Linked DNA regions of Ovis aries: region 2 is linked to region 1. Evidence: chromatin contacts called from public Hi-C data. All regions are on one chromosome and are shown on one strand. The core of a region is the stretch at or near the end of the contact, and the rest is flanking DNA. Distances in the headings are between cores, read along the strand shown. Region 1 overlaps TRIM2 (tripartite motif containing 2). Region 2 holds the start of TRIM2 (tripartite motif containing 2).

Region 1 (4,210 bases), core at 205-2,704:
AAAATGTCTCCTGAAGCAGAATCAGAGATATGGTCACAGATAAATGTACAGACAGTATCCTAAGAACAAAAGCTTTGAGATAACTCTGCCACTTCCTAATCCTGCCACCTGGGACAAAATGTTTAACCAACTGCTCTGGCCTCAGTTTCCTCATTGGTTCCATGGTACTAACAGTAGTCACAAACACTGAATTAGTTACAAGGCATAAGGAACTTGAAACAGGCTCTGCCACCCTTAGCAGTGCAATAAATGGTAAGAATCATTAGCTATTATTACAGAAACACTCATCATTACATTGTTAACAACAGGGAAAATTTTGAAAGACGTTAAATAATCAGAAGTAGGAGTCCGAATACATACAAAATAAAGAATATAACGCCCCTCCCCGGTATCACATAGTGGTTAAAAACGCAGCTTCTGGAACCAGAATGCCAGTCTACCCCAGACCAGCCGTGTAATCCTGGACAATTTTATTAATTCTCCGAGCCTCAGTTCCCTCGCCTGAAAACAAAGGAGAATACCTCCCTTGTAAGGTTAACCGGTTCATATACATAGAGCACTCAGAACAGTCCCTAACATACAGCTGGTGTTTAATCAGCGTTAGTCCCCCCGATTGCCCGGTGACCCAGCACACACACAAAGCTTCCAGGTCCAGGTCTGGGGACAGACGTGCCTAGAGTTGGAGGATATGAGAACACAACCCACGTTCCCCTGGAATTAAGAGAAGGAATCAGAGGCTTAGGCCTCCGCCTGGGGCTACGAACTGGAGAGAGCCATTCCGCGGGCAGCACCTGAAAGGACTGCTTTTATTCAAAGGAAGAAAGGCCCACCGCAGCCACAGAGCAGCCCAGGCGAGAGGAAGGAGCTGGAAGGCTCTGCTCCCCTCCAGCCCCGCAGCCTCCACCTCTTTTCCTCTCCCAGCCCTGCCCCCCCAGCCCCAGCCCCCGTCTTGGGGCTTTTTAGAGACTCAGGAGCGGAGACGAGAAGAGAGGTTCGCGTCCACCTGGGGGAGGAAGGGGGTGCGCAGTGACAGCGTCCGTGCAAAGGGCTGGGAGCGGCTCTGACGGGACCCCCTGCCCCACCCGGCTCCTGGAGCCCTCAGCGGTGTGGACAGGCGGCCGTGGTCTCCACTCTGCAGGAGCGGGTTCAGCACTAGCCTTGGCAACCCGGAAAGTACTGAGACGTTTCTCTGAGCTCAATTCGCGGCAAGGTCAAGGATCCCGGCCTCCAGCTCCGCTTCCACCCGGTCCTGTTCCGCGCTGAGCCCAGGTCTCCTCCCAAGCAGCAGCATCCCCCACCCCCGCCCTGGGGACCCTGCCCCTCGACATGGGCACCAGGTCTGTGTGCAGACAGTAACGGGGGAACCCCGACGGGCAAGGAGGCCGGCGTCCCCTGAATGTTGGGGCCCGCCTGGATGGGGGAGCTGGGCGCGGCCCGGCCCCCTCCGCCGCTGGTCCAGTGCCCGGGCTGAGAGTGGGAGGGTCACTGCTTTCCTCGGGCTGCCCCTGCCTTTCCTTGCCGAAGTTCCCGCACGGCCTCGGGGGCTTTTTAGGGTCACTGCTACCTTCCAAGAGCCTCTCCATTTTCTCTTCCTAATGGTCCAGTATTAATTAAGATCTATGCTTCACCCCTCCGCTTTCCCAGATCACAGAGAATATCCAGAAGACAATGGCTATTCTCCCTGAGGGTATCCTGAAATGGGGCACGTTTCTAAGACATCACTGATGGCTGCTATCTTCTCCTTACAAAACGCTCTTAAGATAACAGAATCATCCAGCAGTGATGAGCATGGGGCAAGACTCCTGTATTCCGGGAGCCCTGGTTCTTGTCCCTTGGTCCACAGTGGAAGAACCTGTGTGTCAGTGACACAGCAAAGGGATTCAACTCTGCTGGGCTTCCTGGAAACGCAGAGATGGTCCCAGTGCCCCCGGAACTCTCCAGGACCGTGGAAGGAGCTGCCTTGCACATTTCACAGGACTTCTGCGGATGGAGGCTCCTCAGTAAGATCATCTCACATGCTAGTAAAGTAATGCTCAAAATTCTCCAAGCCAGGCTTCAGCAATACGTGAACTGTGAACTCCCTGATGTTCACGCTGGTTTTAGAAAAGGCAGAGGAACCTGAGATCAAATTGCCAACATCCGCTGGATCATGGAAAAGCAAGAGAGTCCCAGAAAAACATCTATTTCTGCTTTATTGACTATGCCAAAGCCTTGACTGTGTGGATCACAATAAACTGTGGAAAATTCTGAAAGAGATGGGAATATCAGACCATCTAACCTTCCTCTTGAGAAATCTGTATGCAGGTCAGGGAGCAACAGTTAGAACTGGACATGGAACAACAAACTGGTTCCAAATAGGAAAAGGAGTACGTCAAGGCTGTATATTGTCACCCTGCTTATTTAACTTACATGCAGAGTACATCATGAGAAACGCTGGGCTGGAAGAAACACAAGCTGGAATCAAGATTGCCGGGAGAAATATCAATAACCTCAGATATGCAGATGACATCACCCTTATGGCAGAAAGTGAAGAGGAGCTAAAAAGCCTCTTGATGAAAGTGAAAGAGGAGAGTGAAAAAGTTGGCTTAAAGCTCAACATTCAGAAAATGAAGATCATGGCATCCGGTCCCATCACTTCATGGGAAATAGATGGGGAAACAGGGGAAACAGTGTCAGACTTTATTTTTCTGGGCTCCAAAATCACTGCAGATGGTGACTGTAGTCATGAAATTAAAAGACGCTTACTCCTTGGAAGAAAAGTTATGACCAACCTAGATAGTATATTCAAAAGTGGAGACATGACTTTGCCAACTAAGGTCCGTCTAGTCAAGGCTATGGTTTTTCCTGTAGTCACGTATGGATGTGAGAGTTGGACTGTGAAGAAGGCTGAGCACCGAAGAATTGATGCTTTTGAACTGTGGTGTTGGAGAAGACTCTTGAGAGTCCCTTGGACTGCAAGGAGATCCAACTAGTCCATTCTGAAGGAGATCAACCCTGGGATTTCTTTGGAAGGAATTATGCTAAAGCTGAAGCTCCAGTACTTTGGCCACCTCATGCGAAGAGTTGACTCATTGGAAAAGACTCTGATGCTGGGAGGGATTGGGGGCAGGAGGAGAAGGGGATGACAGAGGATGAGATGGCTGGATGGCATCACTGACTCGATGGACCTGAGTCTGAGTGAACTCCGGGAGATGGTGATGGACAGGGAGGCCTGGTGTGCTGCAATTCATGGTGTCGCCAAGAGTCGGACATGACTGACTGACTGAACTGAACTGAACAACCAAGGAAACTATATAGACTTGAAGCGACCTTGGTAAACACGTGAGTGCTCCTCATGGCACGTAGTTCTGAGGCCAACTCACAGCTTCAGAGCTCAGCATGAACTCAGTTTTACCCCTCTGGAGCAGAAGTGGAGTGGGGCAAAAGCATGCAGCGAGAACTCTGTCTTTGGAGGGCCCCTGGAGGAATCTCAGCGAGGACAGACTTAGCTGCCTGACACCTCAAAAAACGCACACTGGACACGGCCTGCCCTGGCCAGGTTTATACCACGGCTTTGAGGATGCTGCGGACTTAAATATCTTCCTCCTACACACCCATCGAGGAAGGACAGCACTTGCCACCTTAGTTGCAGAGGCTGGGGTCAAGAAGCATCTCTGGTGTTTGTGAAGTCAGAGGTTGGCCCTCTGGCCTCTTGTGGTTTCTGTAGAGTCCACAGTTTGAGGGATATTCTATTCTGCACAACAGCTGCGAAACGTGCTGTTCCCGGAGTCACTTCCTCAGGAACGGTACCGGAACACCCAACACACCTGGTTGCTAAACACTTACATACCAGGAAACGCTGTCCTTGAAAGGAGACTGCCGTGTGATAAGGGATTGTGTTCCCAGGCGTGGCTCGAGATGAGATGATGCTTATCTAAAAGGCTCCCAGGGGCTCCCCAGGGGATGAAATCTCAGTCTACTGTTCTGATTCCCTTTCCCTCTGTCTCTTTGGGACACTTTAATATCCAGGATGACCAAACTGCAGGCTCATTAAGCGTGAGTGACGGTGGGAGTGGCATCTCCCTTAAAAATTCAGACAGAAAACACAAGGAATGTGAGGGCGTAGAAACGCAAATCAAGCGGCTCCTAAAGCATGGAGCCTTGGAGAGCCAAGGTCATGGGGTCTCCTGTTCCTTAGCCACCTGCAGGGCTAAATTCTCTAAACTCACAG
Region 2 (4,211 bases), core at 1,617-4,116, 65 kb after region 1:
GAGAATCCCATGGAGGGAGGAGCCTGGTAGGCTATAGGCCATGGGGTCGCAAACAGTCGGACACGACTGAGCGACTTCACACTCACACACTCACACTGTGTGTCTATGACAGTTTTACTTCTTTACTTATAAATCAAGTAATTTACAACCAACAGGCTAGTCTGTTTTTAGGAAATTTCTAAGCTAACTTGATAACTGCTTTTCTTAGGGCGATTTACAAGTTTTTCCATTTTGTAGGCTTTTCCTTTCTTTTCTTTTTGTTTTCATTAAGATAATCTCAACTATCTAGTTATAACAGAAAAACTGTTTAGTGGGGTGAGATCTGAAGACCAGCACAAACCTTAGTGCATCTCTGTGTTACTTCGTCATGCCCACTTTACAGATTAGGAAACTGAGGCCTGGAAACTTTTAGCAGTTTGCCCACAACTGACTGCCCACACACCTAACCTTCGAGGAGTCCTGGCTCTGGCCAGCCCCTGGGGCAGGTGACCCCTTCCATGGCCATCAGCTGCTGACACTGATGGCCAGACAATACAGCTAGAAGGCCAGCCACAGAGGCGGCAAGAGTGAGGCTTGAGAAACTACCTCTCAGTATCACACATTCCAGCCAGAACCAGGTCGACATGGAAACAAACACGACATAGTAAACATGATATTCTGGTGTCAACTGATGCTGTTAGACACTCCTTGGAACCCCTAGGGGAAAGCCAAGGTTTTTAAAGAAATACACCGACACCGAGAGATCCTGGTATGATGCCAGTTCTGTAATATGGGAAATCTTGTCCAGAAATATGTATGTGTATATATGTATATATCGGAGAAGGCAATGGCAACCCACTCCAGTGTTCTTGCCTGGAGAATCCCAGGGACAGAGGAGCCTGATGGGCAGCAGTCTGTGGGGTCGCACAGAGTCGGACAGGACTGAAGCGACTTAGGAGCAGCGTGTGTGTGTGTATGTGTATACATATATGTATATAAATCCGATGCTGAACTTCTAGATTCCCTCTAGCAATCGATAGTAAGGAAAAACACCACACCTCTTCACACTCTTAACTTCGGGAAGAAATTAAGCAATTAAGGTCTCTTCCCCTTATTAGGGTCTTCGTAAAATGTCAGCCCAGTTAGAACACAGCGTTCGAGGAGGAAAAGGGAGGGAGGGAGCTCAGGAATTGGGGCCTGAGCCCCAAGAGGCTCTGAAATCCCCAAGGGATGAGGACGCACCGACCTCTGGAGGCGCGCGAAGCTCCCGGCGGCGCTGCCACACCGGGGTCCCCACGGGACTGGCCAGATGCTCACCGCCAGCGCGCAAAGGTCCTCCGGGGCCGGGAAGCGCTGGCCTAACCTCATTGTTTCGAGCCATCCGTAAAATGCAGCTCCTCCCCTCTCTCAAAAAGGACCGGAGGGCCTGGGGCAGCCCAGGACTGTCTACACCTGCTCCCCAGGTCCGACGTCTTTGTGCATGTGGCTCCAAACCACAGGCCCAGATCGCAGGGCGCGCGCCAGACCCCGGGCGCCCCAGCCGCCTCTCGCAGCCCCCGGCCTGTCGCCTCCTCGAGGCGCCGGCGCGCACCACCTACGGACCAGGCGTGGCGGCGCGCGGCCCTCCCGCAGCCCGGCCCCCCGCGCGCCGGCCTCTCCTCCGCTGCCTCTGCGTCCCCGCCACCCGGCTGCAAGCCTTAGGAGCCGAGCCGCCGGCCCGCGGCGCGGAGCCGCAAACACTCACGTTTCCCACTGTTACGCCAAGTGCGTGCGCTCTCAGTGGCCGCTGCTAACGGGAGCCAGAGAAAGCGCGCTGAAACCCGCCTTTCAGGCAGCGAGAAGTGGCAAGCCGGTGCCCGGCTGGAAGCCCCTCATTTTCTGCAAGCTCACTCAAAATGCGCCTCGGTGCCGCCAACGCAGCTGCCAGGTTTAATAACTGTGTCAGACAGCCCCTCCCCTCCCGCCCCGAGAGACACAAAGACGACGGGCGAGGGGCCGAGAAGCGCGCGTTCGGCCGCGGCTGTCACCCTGCGTCAGCTCCGGCGATGCCGCGGCCGGAATGACTGCCCAGGCACGGACCAGGAGAAGGGTCAAACGCCAGCCTTGACCTAGGAACTGTCCAGAAACCTCAGTTCTTTCCTCACCGCTCTGAGCAGAGATCTGATACTCTTCCCAACGATACTTGTGAAACAAAACGAGGCGAGTGCCTTCCCAGTTAACCTAACCTGCGTCACAAATGTAAAGGGGACTGACTTAGAGCAACGCAGCAAACCTCAAACCTATTAATACTTGATTTTCTGGGCACTGGTAGAATATCCCGGCACTATGCAAAGGGCAGGAAGCGCATCAACCTGGGTTTCCCTCACGTTCTGTCGCGCACACGAACGCTCCAGCCTCTCGAGAGGACCCTGGCCAGCAGAATCACTGTTAGGGGAGGAGAGGGGAGGGCTCCTTTGCAGACCCTCCTCGATTTGGGCCATCCCTAAAGCGCGGACAGCTTCTCGAGAGCGACTGGGTTTGTATCGAGACGGAAGGAATTAGTGGTTCTGTTCTGCCGGTGAAATAGCCCACCGAAGACAGTGCTTAATGAAATATGGTGCATATATATCACCCATACCAGGCGCAGGGGGCGGTCCCCCGCGCCCCGCCCCGAGGGCGCCTTCCCGCGCCGCCCGGCTGCGCCCGCCGCACCTGCTTCTGCCGGGAGTGGTTTCCGTGGAAACTGCGGAGAGCCCGCTCTTCCTTCAGACACGCTGTTACCGGGACAACTGCGACCTGGCATGAGGCGGTCCGAGGGGGGCAATGGACGCCTGCTTTAAATCAAAGATGTAGAGATTCTCTAAGGCGGGAGGGCAGAAACAGGAGGGCAGGCAGCGATGTTTGGGACTGGAGGCGGAGCCCCGGGAGCCTGCGTGGGGGTGGAGTTAATGGGCGACGCAGACTCCGCGGACCGCGTAGCTCCCCCTGCGCCCGCACCAAGTGAGTTCATGCTTGGTTTTAGAAGCAGATCTATCATTCTCTGTCGCATGATTACTTTCCTTTATTCTGCTTAAGATACTGTAAAGTTATTTTGCACAGACTGAGCACTAACCAGCTCCGGGTAGAAGGGAGGAGAGGCCCACAGAGTGACGCCAAGGGGAGACCTCTTGGGAATAATAATTGACTGCAGATGGCCTCTGTGAATAGCAGGTTACGATAAACACATGGTTACAAAATTAAACTATTTCAGTGATGGTTTGGGAGCGGAAAAGGAGACGTGTGGATGAGACTCTTCATATTTGTTCAGAGGTTCGTTCAGTGTTAGTACTCTACCTTGTTAATTTTGGGCATAGGCAATTTATACTCGTCAAACCATAAGCAGGTATTCAAAAGTAAAGTGAAACAAGCTGGTGTGCTTTGTGCAAGGCATTATAGGATTGCAGAAACAAACAAACATACCCTATATTAGTTTCTCCTTACCCTAACTTCTGTTTTTCAAATATAAGTTTGAAATCAATGGTATATTTGAATTTATGAGATTTTACTACATACATTGTAATAATATAATGACATCAATCAATCTCTGGGCTGAGACTGAAATACATATTTGCATATATACGTGTGTGTCCACACAAACACACCTCTTTAAAAGTCATAAATGCATTTCTATTAAAAGTTCCACATGAGCCTAATTTTCATAAAGGAAGTGATATTTCTATATTCTAAGAAAACAGTTTATGTGACAGAAAACATACAAGTCATTTTTGTCAGAAAGCAAAGATTTTCATCAAGAATAACTATTTAATTTACATGTTTTGGAAATCCACATTTTGTATCCCAAATCTGCTTTGAAGCACATAACTTTGGAATCATGTGATTGCAATGTTTATTTGCAAAAGAGCTCTAAACCAAAAAATGTATAGTCAGCAATAGGATAGACATCCACTTCTCTCTCTCACTACATTTCAAGTTTGAGAAAATAAAAGTGTCAAGCAGATTATCTTCATATCTAACAAAAATTAACAGTGAATACTGTAGAATACGGAAGAATAGGGATAAAGGTGTTAAAAAGGAGTATGTCGAGTCAGTATATTGTCACCTGCTTATTTAACTTATATGTAGAGTATGTCATGGGAAATGCCAGGCTGGATAAATAACAAACTGTAACCAAGATTTCCAGGAGAAATAGCAACAACCTCAGATATTCAGCTGATACCACTCTAATGGCAGAAAGCGAAGAGGAGCTAAGGAGC

The links. A called contact is a pair of places that touch in the nucleus more often than the background predicts.
Region 2: a contact with region 1 is called in a Hi-C map of hypothalamus, with 3 times the contacts expected there. The contact joins the promoter of TRIM2 here to the enhancer-like site in region 1. A contact is called at or near these places in 2 of 16 Hi-C or Micro-C datasets (hypothalamus and skin fibroblasts).

The regions. Positions count from the first base shown.
Region 1 is chr17:4,649,132-4,653,341 of ARS-UI_Ramb_v3.0, forward strand. All of the region lies in intron 1 of TRIM2 (tripartite motif containing 2), which reads right to left. Among named protein-coding and RNA genes, the nearest start is that of TRIM2, 64 kb to the right of the region's middle. Within about 2 kb of position 1,455, at least 13 of the 54 cell types and tissues checked have an H3K27ac peak or open chromatin away from gene starts, as enhancers often do. A contact at or near this core is called in hypothalamus, where this site is marked.
Region 2 is chr17:4,712,365-4,716,575 of ARS-UI_Ramb_v3.0, forward strand. It overlaps TRIM2 (tripartite motif containing 2), which reads right to left and starts at 2,867. Exons shown (of 12, transcript XM_060400930.1): 1 at 2,671-2,867. It overlaps LOC114118833 (a long non-coding RNA gene), which reads left to right and starts at 2,900. Exons shown (of 4, transcript XR_003591973.3): 1 at 2,900-2,958.